Regions from separate parts of the Sus scrofa genome. Here regions 2 and 3 are each linked to region 1. Evidence: chromatin contacts called from public Hi-C and HiChIP or PLAC-seq data. All regions are on one chromosome and are shown on one strand. The core of a region is the stretch at or near the end of the contact, and the rest is flanking DNA. Distances in the headings are between cores, read along the strand shown. Region 1 holds the start of MBD6 (methyl-CpG-binding domain protein 6). Region 2 holds the start of AGAP2 (arf-GAP with GTPase, ANK repeat and PH domain-containing protein 2). Region 3 holds the start of OS9 (protein OS-9).

Region 1 (4,654 bases), core at 1,172-3,671:
ATCAGACAATCACTGATCTACTTCGTCTGGGTCTTCTTAAAACGCTGGACTCACAGCTCTGTCTTCTCCCACGATCCTCAGAAGCTCCTGATTTCCCCCCAAGCCTAAGGCAAGGAGATTCAGCACCTCCTGTCCCACTGGCTTCAAATTAGCTCCAAGAGGGATTCTCTTCTGATATACGGGGACGCCCTCCAAACCTGCAAGTATCCTCCCCAACCTTACCATCGCTCCCACCCCACACTGGCGGCTTCTAAACTTTCCCTCTCATAACAAGGCGCCCTGTCACCCAGCCTGCTTCCCTCAGCTTGGGGAGGAGGGGAAGGCGTATGAAGTAGGAAGGAACTTGGGGAGAGGGCGGGTAGAGGGTGGGCAAAGCACTGAGGGGAAGGAGGTGAAGAAGGCAAAAGTCAAGCAGTGAGAGGGAAAAACGGTGGGGGCAGGTGAGGGCGGGGGAGTGGGGATGGGGCCAGGGAAAAGAGGCCGAGAGGACGCGGGGGCAGAGGGTAGGGACAGGAGGGGAGGGGAGGGGGAGGGGCGAGGTGGGGGGCCGGGCCCTGCACTCACCGCGGCCCATGGTTCGGCCGGCCCCGCCCTGCGCAGTCGCGGCCCAGAGGGTAAGTGGGAGGGAGTGGGAGGAGGGTCGGTGGAGCCCGAGCCTCCGGTACGGCCCTGGCCGGTCCTAGCAGGAAGCGCCGCCGCCGCCGCCGCGGATCACCGAGCGGCCTCCCGCGCATGCGCCATGGGGGCCAGGGGCAGCCCTGGGGATTCCGTTCCCAGAAGGCACTGCGCAGGCTGCTACCGCCGCCGCCGTCGCTGCCGCCGCTGCCGCCGCCGCCGCCGCCGCCGCCACCGCCGCCGCTGCCCGGACGGGAGAGGGGCGGGGCCGGGCCCCCGCCCAGCGGACAACGACGAGCCAACAGGAGGGGTCGCAGTGCGCATGCGGGAGCGCGCCTACCCCTCCCCCACAACCCCCCATTAATCCCCAAGAGAACAAACACCCCACGCGGCCCCCCGCCCTCCGCGGAAGGATCCGAGCCTCTTCCCAGGCCACTGGTGGCCAATCCCAGCCCTCCTCGGGGAGGGGCCCCTTCCGAAGCCGCAATCTGTTAGGGGAACCAGGAATGCCAGGTCCGGGAGGAGCTGGCCCCAAAAGATGAAAGTCGCGACTTGCCCTGCCCCGCCCCAAAGGCTTCCCGGGTAGTGTGCTGAGACTTGACCCGCCTCCCCAGGTCAACATGTCACAACACGACCCCGGCCTGTCAAGTCACATGACCTCTGCCTGTCACTGACGACCTGGTCATGTCTTTGGACCAGGAGAGACCATCTGGTCCAATCCACCCCCGCCTCCACTTACAGAAGGAGAAATGGAGGTCTAGAGCAATGGTGCAGGCCTGGCCAAGGACTTGTCACCGTCACGCTACCACCTATACCTGCTATCTAGCGACAAGCGGTCTTATGACAGTTTCTACTTAGGACAAACTCTGGCTGCCCCCATGAGGGTATGAGGATATGTAACAGGACACCACATGGCCTATGTTTTCTACCTAATGGCACTGGAAAAATACTTTGAATTTTGCATGGTGCTTTTCATTTTTGTTCAAGCTGCCTCCAAGTTCGTAAGTCTTTCATTTTACTTTCACAATTCATTATCTTGTATTTGAGAACCAGAACGGCGAGGCACAGAGAGATTAGGTGGCTGCCCTAGGATTCATGGACAAGTGAAGGACCGCTGAAGCTAGAATCTGGGCTCCTGACAATCCACTCCATAGCAGTAGTGTGCTCACGTGCAAGCAGTGTTCCAGGCAACAAGGCTCTACTGTAGCCCACCTAGAAGTCAGGAGGCCTGGGCCCGGCTCCTCACAGCAGGGAGTCACAGGACTTGCAGGTGTGGTACACTGAAAAGGGCGGGCCCAGGCTTGGGTGAAGGGCACCAGAGCACCACGTGGGGGGGGGGGGGGACAGAATCCGGTCCACCCGGCAATGAACATGAATTCTGGCTTGCTGAGGGCTCATCAGAAACTTTGCAAAGATAAACGTCTAAGGGTGCTCTTCAGAGGGGAGGAACTGAAAATGACCACCAAGGGGATTCAAGTTCTTCAGCCTCTTTGGAAGAAATCAGGGGGCTAAAAGAAAAGACCCCTTTAAGAAAACTGGAGAGGATGCAAACAATCTTGATGGATGCAAATTTTCAAAGGAAGGATGTTTAAAAGACCTTCTGTCCATTAGCTGGGAGAGGGTGGTAAGCGAGGAAAATGGGAGTCCCTTATGGAGGAAATAGAACGGGGGCTAATGTCAGGTGGGTGGAACATGAGCTCTAGAGAGAGACAAGCTGCAGAGAGATTTCACACCGCAGCTTAGGGGTGACGGGTTGAAAACCGTTGGGGCCGTTGGGTGCCGGGAGCTGGCGCCCCGCCCTCTCGCCTCTTCCCCGCACCCCCACCCCCCGCACCTCCCACTACCCTCTCAGTCCCTTGCGCGCGTGCGCGCGCAGACACCGGTTGCCAAACATTGCATCATCCCCGCCCCCCTTTCCTCCCCTCCCCCCTCCAGCTCTCCCCTCCGCGCGCGCGCATGACTCACTCACCTCCTCCGCGAAGCCTCGTGACCCAAAGCCACTTCCGGGTCCAACACGAAGTCGACCCCCAAGCGGGAGGAGGTGATGGGGGCGGGGCCGAGGAGCTCCTGAGTGGCGGATGTAGGGGATGAGGCGGGGCCAACGCCAGCGTGCCGCTTTCTGATTGGTAGGCTTCTGGATCCGCCCCAGAGGGGAGGGCAAGGCCCTGTTAAAAGATCCCAGCTCTGCGCTGCGGAGGTCAGAGGCTTGAGTCTAAGGCTTAGAGAATATCATGTTGAAGATGAGCCGGTGGCAGCGACAGAGCCAAAATCAGAGCCGGAACCTGAGGAGAGAGGCGAGTACTGATTCCCTATTTTTTTACTCTCCCATCCTCGCGAACACCAGTTGTCCTCTCCAGGTTAGGGCATCCGCTCTTTGGGATGTGGCCCCACCCCCTCTGCAAAGCGGTGAGGTGACTGTCCGGTGGAGTGAGGGGAATCTTTTATTCGGAAATGGTGCTTACGGACTCTCTTCCTTGGCAAGACAGTATTATCCCACCTATGTCCGGAGCACAGACCGTGCTCTCTGTTGGTCGGTGAAGGGGCCCTCGGGAGATGTATTTTCTCCGGTTGCTGACCCCAAGCCTCCTCGTTAGGCCTGTCCGGTATGAGGCCGAGCAACAGGACACACCCCCGCGCCGAGAAGCCTGGTGACCGTAGCTAACCGGCTTTGCCACCATCGGCCCTGCCCCTTCCCCACCCCCAATCCTGTCTCAGCCGCAGCGTCTCGGGGCCAGCATAGCCACGTCAGTAGCTGGGGCTTCTGGACCCTCCACAGGACATTTTTTCCGCGCCCTTGCAGAGGACAGAATCTTAAAGAGGCTGACACAAGCCTTTGGGAAGAGGGGTGCCCATGAACCGGGAGCGGAGATGGGTTTTCCCTTTCCTCAGAGCTCCCTGGGTCTCCTGCACAAGAGAGCATCCCGGATCTTTTAAGTGAGGAAAGCCATTTGGGGTCTCCCCAATGAATTGTCCTTCCCCTGGGATTGGTCTATGCCTCCTTCCCCGTGTCCTGTCTCCAACTAATCTCTGTGTAACCATTGCATCAGGCTAGCTAGCCCCCTGCTCGGCTCTGCAGCCCTCTGGCCTGCGGCTCCACTGCTGATGAAAGCTATGTCCCACACACTGGAAGGCAAGGAGGGTTCCCCAGGGAGGACAGCCCTGCAGAGAAACACTCAGGACGGTATTGCGTCTACAGTCCCCAGGGATAGGCAGCTGCTGCTCTGCCTCTGGGCTTCATCCTCCTTATCCCTATGAGGGACAGGGGAGAATGCACCATTCATTCCTAACAAATATTTAACCAGCACCTCCTATGTGCCATGCAGTGTGAGGCTCAGCATACATCCATGGACAAAAGAAAAAAAAAAAAATTCTCTGCTCTCCCAGAGCTTCCATTGCAGTAGGAAAAGGCATACAGTAAGCAAATATGTAAGTGCCACGGGAAAAGCTAAGGCATGGAGGGGTAGAGAATGCTCAGAGAGGAGAATACAGTTTACCTGAGTGGTCAGGGATTCCCTTTCGGAGGTGACATTTAAATGAGAGACCTAAATAGAGGCAAAGCAGTAAGGCATGCAGTATGTGGAGAGCACTCCAGGTGAAGAACAGCAAGAGCACAGGTCTTAACGTGGAAGCGTGTGTAGTATCTTTAGGGAACAGGAGGCCAGTTGGCTGGACTGAAGTGAGCAAGAGGGAGAGTGGTCAATGAGAAAAACAAGGCGAGGGAGGAGCAGATTATGGAGGGCCTTCTAAGCCATTTTAAGGACTTCAGCCTTTATTATGTGTGAAACTGGAAGATTTTGAACAGAGGAGTGACATGGCTTGACATAAGGTGTTTTGGGTTTTTTTGGTCTTTTTGTCCTTTTAGGGCGACACCTGTGGCATATGGAGGTTCCTAGGCTAGGGGTCCAATTGGAGCTGTAGCTGCCAGCCTACACCACAGCCACAGCAAGGCAGGATCCAAGCCGAGTCTGCGGCCTACACCACAGCTCACGGCAATGCTGGATCCTTAACCCACTGAGCAAGGCCAGGGATGGAACCCACG
Region 2 (4,654 bases), core at 821-3,320, 250 kb before region 1:
AACTCAAATCTGCCAATATGGCACTGTCCTTAACCCAGTTTTCCTACCCTCTCCCCCCACTTTTTCTGCACCAACTCACTGCAGTGCAGAAAGCATAATCTTGTTGATCCAGGGTTGTGAGGTTGAACAAGCCACAGCAATCAAAACTTCTTTCCAGTTCATTCCGAGTCTTGTTGCTCATGACCCGCCAAGAAGCATTGATGATATCTGTCTGGAGAATATATCAGGCAGAAAGAAATTATTGCTATTGCTAACCTTAATTAAGAATCTCCTTACATCCTGATCTCAGTTCAAGTGCCTCAGTTTTCCCTGTTCGAGTAAAGGGAGTTTTCCTTCAGAAGTAAAGGTGCACATAGGGATAACTACCCACTTTCTCCTGGATCATCCTCATGGACAATTAGCCAGACATCCCAGAGGAAGGATATGGCTCAAGGGTCTGAAGGTAGTGGGCCTAGTAATAGTTTTTGTTGCCCGACTGAGTAAGGAGTTAGTGCGGGGGGGAATAAGTACCTGAAGGGGTGCCACCTTACCTGTTTGCTTAGGTTAATAGCCAGACATGAGCAAGAGATTCCAAACTGGAAGATGAAGACCAAGCCAAGGATGATCATGTACTGAGAGGACGAGTTAAGGGAAAAAAAGTCCCAACAGATTCCTTTATGTTCTATCTGAGCTTACCTATTCATAGAACTTACACAACCAAGTCAGTTGAAAACAATACAGTTAATCAGCTTTATAGAGTATGGTATGGAGGGGGCTCGACCCTTCTAACTTTTTCCTAGCTGATTCAGCCCTCCCAAGAGCTCCAGGGGCCCCATCACTTCAGGTCAGGATACAAAGAATAGCAGTACTTGATGGTGGTTGACAGCACCCACCAGTCCAGCCACCGCAATGAGAAGAAGGAAGACTCCCACGGCTATGACTCCTCCGATGATGTGGATGCTGGACACCAGACCCAGGCCTTTAGCCCAAGCAGCCACTCCAATGAGCAACAAGCCTACCAGCTATGGGAAACAGAGCAGGATGCATCTCAAATAGTTTCAGTATGCACCACAGCCAAAGGCTTTAGGGGAGAGGGGCAGGGGTTGGACCACAAAGGAAAATTGTGGGAATGAGAGAGAGGAGGTGCTACTATCAGGGCCAGGAGCCTCCCTGGCACTCTGCCCCCCTCCCATCGGAAGTCAGAATGGCTGGGTTGGGAGGTGGTAGAGATAGGAGAGTCTATTAATATAGAACGGAGCATTTAGCTCATCCATCACTTCTGTTTGGGAGAAACTGAAGGAGGGCTGGGCCTTTGTGCCCACAGCCTTCACTTCATTACCCCCACCCCCAGACAAACCCTCTGATCACCGGAAGTCTCCTCTCTTCCCACGGAAGTCCCCAGGAATTCCCTCTTCGCCGGAAGTTCCCAGGAATCTTCCCGGAACCCCCAGTACACCCCTCTCCCCACCGGAAGTCCCCTAGAGATTCTCCTCACTCGCCTTTCCGCCCGTAGCTTCCCCCACCACCAAAACCTCACCATGTAGACCACGTTGAGCGCACACAGCGCATTCTTGGAGCAGGCAAAGCCTCCGCAGACCATCTCCCCAGCTTTGGGGACCCAAGTGGTCCCAAGGACTTGGGGGGAGGGTCCGGGGACCGTCTTCTTGGACTCCGACAGCTTCTGTCTCTTTAAATCGAGTCTAGCCAAACCTAATCCTTTGCGCCTGCACCGTCCCACCCCTGCCTTTGCATTGGCTAAACTCGGGGCTAATCCAGAATTTCGATGGTTTGAATGCCAATCAATCTGCATTGCGTCACTGACCCGCCTGCCAGCTCCTCCTTTAGGTTCTTTATTGGATGAAATTTAACACTGGGGGCAGGGCTTCTAGAGATTCTCATAGGGAACAGAGCGTAAACTTCAAAACCCCGGATTGAAAACGGAGCTTTCTGTGGCGGCGGCTGGAAGAGAGCTAATCCGAGGGAGGAGGCACCTGGTGAAACTCCGGTGTAGCGAGGAAATGTGCCGCTTCGAGGTCCGGGTGAAAGGGCTCCTCCCCTCAAGCGAGAGCCCTCCCCGCCCCTTTCTCCTCGCCCCGCAGTGACCTCATGATGATGCCTTCGTTTGCTGCTATTGCGTCACACTCGGGAACACCCAGAGAAGCAAAATATTGACCTGTTTAGCCTGGTCACTGAGTCCGCGATTGGGCACAGCAACATGTTTGTAAGTGTGTCCACTAGTACACGTAATCTGTTATATCTCCCCTCCTAACGGTGTGAAAATGCTGGAAGTTGAATATGAAAAACACCAGCTTGGGGTTGGCGCCTTGCTGTAGGTTACAAAGCCACAGGTACAAACAAGAGTGTGCGGGCGTCTTCAGAGCACATGCCTGAAGCTTGGGCTTATAAAAAAGTGACAAAGGGAAAAGTTTGAAATATGAATAAGTATGAGGGTAAGAAGGAGTTTCCATATTTTCACTCTGGAGGCGGGCATAGTGGTTGATTAGTATCTGTTTATTACTGAATAAGTGCTTTGACACACTGCTCTCTTCCTGGGGATGAGAAGATATAGTTCTTCCTTCCCCCAAGAGAAGGAGGCAGAGTAGGACACAAGTGAAAAACCTCCCTTCAACCCCAGTGAATGATTTACATTTTAGGAGAAGTCTATGACTGCATAAGTGGCATCATCTAAATGCTAGAGTCACTTTACATGGGTCCCAGCTTTGCCACTTACTACCTGTGTAACCTTTAGCCAGTTAAACTCCCTGTGCCTGTTTCCTCATCTGTGAAATGGAGATAAATAACAATACATCCACCTGTTTGGTTGTGAAACTGAATGAGTTAGTATATACAGAATGCTTAGAGCAGAGCCTGGCACATAGTAAACACTTGTTGTTAGTTATTATTGTTCAAGCTATTTTACAGGTTCCAGTGGGTAATCTCAACTCTCTTATCTCCAATTATAAATTCACATATTAAACCTCCCTATCCTTCACAAATTAATATCAATAACACATGCAGAGGAGTTCCCGTCGTGGCTCAGTGGTTAACGAATCCGACTAGGAACCATGAGGTTGCGGGTTCGATCCCTGGCCTCGCTCAGTGGGTTAAGGATCTGGCATTGCCGTGAGCTGTGGTGTAGGTTGCAGACGTGGCTCCTGCATTGCTGTGGTTGTGGTGTAGGCCGGCAGCTGTAGCTTCGATTGGACCCCTAGCCTGGGAACTTCCATGTGCCGTGGGTGCAGCCCTAGAAAAGACAAAAAGACAAAAAAAAAAAAAAAAAAAAAAAAAAAGCATGTAGGAGAAGCGACATTTGGCAGGGCCAGAAAGGTTTGAGTCCTGAAACAAAGTGATTACATCAAACTATCCACTATTTCCAGGAGTTCCCATTGTGGCTCAGTGGGTTAAGAACCTGATATAGGATGAGAAGGATGCGGGTTCAGTCCCTGGCCTTGCTCAATGGGTAAGGATTCGGCGTTGACGCAAGCTGCGGCATGGGTCACAGATGTGGCTTGGATCTGGTGTGGCTGTGGTGTAGACCCCTAGACTGGGAACTGCCATATGCTGCAGGTGCAGCCCTAGAAAGAAAGAAAAAAAAAATCCACTCTTTCCACCCTCAGATCCTCCTGCCTCTTCATTCTGTCCTTCCATTCCTCATCCACTCTTCTCTCTTTCAGGTCCTAAATCAAGGCCAAAGACAAGGCTGTTAGGGATAAGGGAAACCAGTTGGCGGGCATCTTAGTTGGATGGTATAGTGAGAAGAGTATCAGAATTATAATCAGAAGACCCAGATAGATATCTTTGTTTCACCTTCTACTGGCCTCTTTGAGCTTCAGCTTCCTTTTTTTTTTTTTTCTTTCTTTAGAATAGATATAAAAATCCTACCCCTCAGGCCTGTCATGATGATACATCTGTGAAAGTGTGTTGTAAACTATTAAGTGTTATAGAAAAGTTAATTATTATGAAAGTAGTTGAACGTGGAGCATGATGGTTTTGTCTGGTTATAGGTTACTGTCCTCCATAACCTGTTCTCCCTGTAACTACTTGGTCCTTTTAAGCAGGAGGTGGTTGCAGTGGGGTAGGAAGTAACCAACTAAGGAAGGTTACACTGCAAGATGTAAGTTTGAGAGCTCTTTGGATGTAACAAGTGGGTGGGGAGGACAACTGTAAGCTGGAATGCAGGGCATGAAGGTGCCAGTCCAACTGTGTACAGATTCCTGTGAGAGTCTGAGACTAAACACAAACCTGGATCACCAAGAGTTTGGGATTGCACCTGGGACCTGGTGTGCCACATTCTTCCAGCACCAACACCCATCTTAATTAGCCACCTCCCGCAGGAAGCCCTAGGATACTTATTAAGGTTTCTTCAGCCACCTGGCTGGAGAACTGAGCAGGGGTTGGCTGGCAGAGGTGATGGGTCAACACTAGAGGGGGTGGGAGGTGCAGAAGGTAGTGCTGACCCAGGCTGTGGGTTTGAAACTCACCAGTCAGGAAGTGAAGTCGACAGACAGACGGAAGGGCGGGCAGGGGCGGGGAGTTCTGGGGAACAGCAGAAGAGGCCTTCGGGGGTTTAGGGGCTGCAGGGCCATGGGCTTCAGGGCCAGAGGTTGCTGTTAGCCCAACAAGACAGGTCTGGGCAACATGCAGTCCCAGAGGCAATTGACTGTAGCTGCAGTGA
Region 3 (4,654 bases), core at 827-3,326, 170 kb before region 1:
GTACTGCTGGATGTGGCGTCATAACAAAATTCATACGTCCACCAGTCTTTGGTCTGACAATAAAAAAAAAAAAAATGAAAAGTCAAGGGGATGGCGATATATCTTCTTAGAACCAGAATCTCTCCCAGGTCCCAGACACATCACCTCTCATCTACTTCTTACCTCCCCCTGCTTCCACATTCAATCCTCCAGATTCTTGGTGAGAAGGGATGGCTGTTAGCCTTCTGTGACTTGGAGAGAGACCTCTACAGCCTAGCTGGTTCCCACCTGTGGGTTTTCCACTCCTCTCTTTTTAAAGGCTTTTAAAAAATCCTTCTTTGGAGTTCCTGTCGTGGCTCAGCAGAAATGAATCTGACTGGTACCCATGAGGCTGCAGGTTTGATCCCTGGCCTTGCTCAGTGGATTAAGGATCCAGCGTTGCCGTGAGCTATGGTGTAGATGGCAGACGAGGCTCAGATCTGGTGTTGCTGTGGCTGTAGTGTAGGCCAGCAGCTGCAGCTCTGATTTGACCCCTAGCCTGGGAACCTCATATGCTGCAGGTGCAGCCCTAAAAAGACCAAACAGTAAAAAATAAATAATATAAAAATCCTTCTTTGTGTTCATAAAGATAGGAAATTGTGATATCCTTGAAGCACTCAGACCAAGGAAACATAGGCTATTACAAAATAAATCGAACTTCCTTGTACTGTTTTAGCCACTGGGGATACAGCTGTGCACAATATAAATTTTCTGCCCTCACAGACTTACATTCTAGTGCTAGGACTCAGACCAAAAATAAATAAACTGATGATTCAGGTAATAAGATGATTTCAGATGATGAAAAGTGCCAAGATGAAAATAAAATAGGATACTGGACAGAGAGTGAAAGAGGAGGGTTGACTTTACAAGGAAGGCTTGTCTGGGAAGTGCCCCTCTTGCCCTATACTGACCCTCTTTAAGCACCTCAATCTTGGCTAAATTCCCCCCCTCCCCACCCAGGGCCGCACCTACAGCATATGGAAGTTCCCAGGCTAGGGGTCCAATTGGAGCTGCAGCTGCCAGCCTATACCACGTTGGCTTAACTCTTCTTCTGAGATCGTCTATCTAATCCTCCTTCTATATTCAGCAAAGTGTCATCAGTGGTCACAGGAGTCTTTGCTTCTTTCCTGTCTGTACAATATGCCTACTCCTTCAATGGCCTTCTTAACTCTTACATATCCTCTGGATCACTCCTCATTCACAGGCACACGGGTTCCCAAATAGATAATTCCTAAGCCCTCATTCCCTCCATCCCAGTCCCCTTCACCTTCAGCAGGCAGGGAGCATCTTTCATTGGGCTCAACAACTCAGGGATCCCAGGCCCTTGATAAGCAGGTGCCTCCTCCTCCCTTTCACGCTGGAAGTGAATAGCTCCAGCTGGAAGGCGACATTCATAGCGCTGCTTGTACTTAGAGGAGACAATCACCACGTCCGAAGCTTGGTTCTGGGAAAGAGGTAAGGGTCGGGGGGGCGGGGAGGGAAAGAGAACCTGGGATCAGGAAGAACAACGAGATCCCTCTTCATATCCTGGGGAAGAGCCCAGTCAAGACAGAATGGGCCACAAGTCCTGCAGCTGTGTTTAGCGGGTGAGGGGAGAGGGCACTCCCACTTCTCCACGGGGGAGGAGTCTGAGTGTTTCGATCAGGAACTGGGACTTAAAGCTGACAGCGGGAAGCCCCACCCCTCCCAGTCCCTGGCCCCAAGGGAATGGGTCTCAGTCTGCGAACCTCAGGAGTTCTCATAAATCCCCTTCTTACTCTTACCGATTCTCCCGCCAGAGACTACACATCTGCCCTTCTTCCTCTACCATCTCCCCCTTCCCCTTCTGCTCCGGACCCTCTCCCCTTTTACGCCTCCTCACCTGCCCTCCCATGACAGGCAACGGCAGTATTTCGATCCCATAACGCATCTCACTCAGCTCTTCCAGGTTCAGGCTCCCGACACCGCCGGTCAGATTTGCGGGTAACAGGAGCCCCAGAAGCAGTAGCCCCAACAGACTGGACAGCAGCGTCTCCGCCGCCATCTTTCGTTCCCCTTCTAATCCAGAACAACTCCTTCCGCCCCAAACCTGGCAGCGGCCTCACCCCGCCCATTAACGCCCCAAGGTTTCATTGGCTAAATTTTCTGTCCTTCTCATGTGCCCTATTCCCATTTGACAAAGTAGCTCCAAAGCCCACTAGGAGGTGGATCACGACGATTAGCGAAATCATTCGCTGCGCGTGATTGGCCAGAGAGGCCAGCCAATCACCAACGAGATCGGACCCCCTCCCACCCTCTCCGCTCCAGAAAGGCGTGGTCTATGCGCTGGGCCAGGTTAAGCAGGTTTTTATCTCCGACTAGTTGTTTAGTACATCTCGACTTTTTAAGTCATTTGCTGTGTTGTGTGTAGGGCCGCCGCCTGGAGAAAAGAGGCATATGGGTGCGTGCAACTCAATACTCCTGAAAGCTACTAATACCTGTTGCAAAACAATTATTACATAATAGATTACTCTTTTCACATATACATACGACTTTAGGGCAATCTAGTAATTTGTTTCAAAGCCTTTCTCCACAATCCTGCAGTTGTCCTCTAATAAAATTATCCTAAAAAATAATGGGAAGGGGGTTCCCATTGTGGCTTAGAGGGTTAGGAGTCAGACTAGTATTCATGAGGGTGCGGTTTGATCCCTGGCCTCGCCAAATGGCCTAAGGATTCACCGTTGCAGTGAACTGTGGTATAGGTCGCAGGCGCGACTGGGTCCTGTGTTGCTGTGGCTGTGTCTAGGTTGGCAGCTGCTGCTCCAATTCGACCCCCAGCTTGGGGACTTCCATATGCTGCGGGTGCGGCCTTCTAAAAGAGCAAAAAGAGAAAAAGAAGAAAGAAAAAGAAATAATGGGGCTTCCAATTAAAAACGGGGGGCTGGAGCTGGGGATGGGGAGCAGTGGCAATGCATGTATTATTCTCTAGGCCATGTAGGAACAAAGAGAAAGGAGACAACAGCAGCAACATTTTAGAAGCTAGAAAGCAAATTAAGGAATGGTAACTGATTTAGCAAACCTGAGAAATTAATTCCTAAACAAACATAAACAAGAGCATGATTATACTTTGGAAAAACTTATATGGAGAATCTGTCCAGCCCAAAAGAGAAATCCCAAAGATACTCTCATCTAGGTTCTTGTAAACAGATGAAGGAATCCTTCAATTAAGCCCTTAGCCTACAGGCCCCAGCCCTCACACAATCTTTCCAATCAACCTTTTAATGTTCTCACTCTAATATAAGCAGACTGGAGTTTCCTCTGTGGCAAAGCGGGTTAAGGACCTGTGTTGTCTCTGCAGTGGGTTAAGAATCCGACAGTATCCATGAGGATGCAGGTTCAATTCCTGGCCTTGCTCAGTGGATTAAGATCTGGCATTGCTGCAAGCTGGATCCCATGTTGCTGTGGCTGTGGTGTAGGCGGCCAGCTGCAGCTCCAATTCAACCCCTAGGCTGGGAACTTCCATATGCCGCAGGTGTGGGCCTAAAAATAGAAATAAAAATAAAAATAAAATGAGCAGACAGCCTAGGATCATTAGATATTTAAGGACAGCCTTAATATACAAGGAAGAAACCAAAACAAGCAAGAAGAAAAAAAAAGCAATTTAAATGAAACAGAAATTGCAAAGAAAAAAAAAGTTTAAAAATAAACAAAAAATCCATTATTAATGGCCTCAGAGAGATAATATATTGTATGCATAAAATAACAACAGGAAGTTATTTAAAAAGTAATTACTATCTGGATAAGAAAAAAAAGAACTTCTGGAAATCAAAACCATGACAGCAGAAATTAAAACTCAACAGAAAGAGTAGAGGAAAGATTTCTTTTGTGGTACTGGATCTGTACCCACTACAAGTCACTGTAGTGGTTGGGTCACTGTTGTGACAAATGTTCAGTCCTTCCGCATACAGCAGGTGCAGCTAAAAAAAAAAAAAAAACCACCACCAACAAAAAAAAACCTGGAGGATAAAATTCAAAATCAAGTTTGCCTTACTTTTGAAGCAAATTAATAAAAAAGCAAAAAACCAGTCCAGAAAGTTGAACATCTAAATAATGAGAGTTCCACAAAAAGAACAGAGACTGACTCAGAGGGGAAGAAATAATCATAGAAATTATTTTAAAATATTACTTTGAAATGAAGAACTGAGTCTCTAAATTGAAAGGGCACACTGACAGCAAAATAAATCAGGTCCACAACAAGATCCATCATTACAGAACATCAGAACACTGGACAAAGACAATCAATTCTAAAAGCTTCTAGAAAGAAAGAACAAGTTGCATACAAGGATCGAGAATCAGAACAGCAAAAATTAAAAAAAAATTCAGAATAGCATTAGAGCTATCAATTCATCAGCACTCTAAGGTAAAAGACAATTAAGAAATGGCTTCAAGGAGCTCCGCTGTGGATCAATGGTTACAAACTTGGCTAGTATCCATGAGGACATGGGTTCAATCCCTGGCCTTGCTCTGTGGGCTAAGGATCCAGCATTGCTGTGAGCTGAGCTGTGGTGTAGGTGGCAGATGTGGCTCAGATCTGGTGTTGCTATGGCTGTGGCATAGGCCAGCAGGTACAGCTGCAATTCAACCCCTAATCTGGGAGTTGCCATACACCTCAGGTGTG

What was found. A called contact is a pair of places that touch in the nucleus more often than the background predicts. HiChIP or PLAC-seq counts read pairs in DNA pulled down with a chosen protein or histone mark.
Region 2: an H3K27ac HiChIP or PLAC-seq map of alveolar macrophages shows a contact between it and region 1. The contact joins the promoter of AGAP2 here to the promoter of MBD6 in region 1. A contact is called at or near these places in 1 of 5 promoter capture datasets (liver), 5 of 47 Hi-C or Micro-C datasets (fibroblasts, heart right ventricle, liver and 1 more) and 2 of 2 datasets of contacts at active chromatin or transcription factors (alveolar macrophages and skeletal muscle).
Region 3: a Hi-C map of liver shows a contact between it and region 1, with 2.5 times the contacts expected there. The contact joins the promoter of OS9 here to the promoter of MBD6 in region 1. A contact is called at or near these places in 3 of 47 Hi-C or Micro-C datasets (heart right ventricle, liver and skeletal muscle) and 1 of 2 datasets of contacts at active chromatin or transcription factors (alveolar macrophages).

Annotation. Positions count from the first base shown.
Region 1 is chr5:22,787,987-22,792,640 of Sscrofa11.1, reverse strand. It overlaps MBD6 (methyl-CpG-binding domain protein 6), which reads right to left and starts at 2,421. Exons shown (of 14, transcript XM_013997655.2): 1 at 565-2,421. It also overlaps a transcript of DDIT3 not described here.
Region 2 is chr5:23,033,359-23,038,012 of Sscrofa11.1, reverse strand. AGAP2 (arf-GAP with GTPase, ANK repeat and PH domain-containing protein 2) reads left to right here and starts at 2,070. Exons shown (of 19, transcript XM_021091895.1): 1 at 2,070-2,200. TSPAN31 (tetraspanin-31) reads right to left here. Exons shown (of 6, transcript XM_021091896.1): 2 at 834-1,001; 3 at 531-611; 4 at 80-211. The coding sequence starts at 608.
Region 3 is chr5:22,955,325-22,959,978 of Sscrofa11.1, reverse strand. It overlaps OS9 (protein OS-9), which reads right to left and starts at 2,076. Exons shown (of 16, transcript XM_021091889.1): 1 at 1,880-2,076; 2 at 1,286-1,462; 3 at 23-53; 4 at 1-20. The coding sequence starts at 2,041.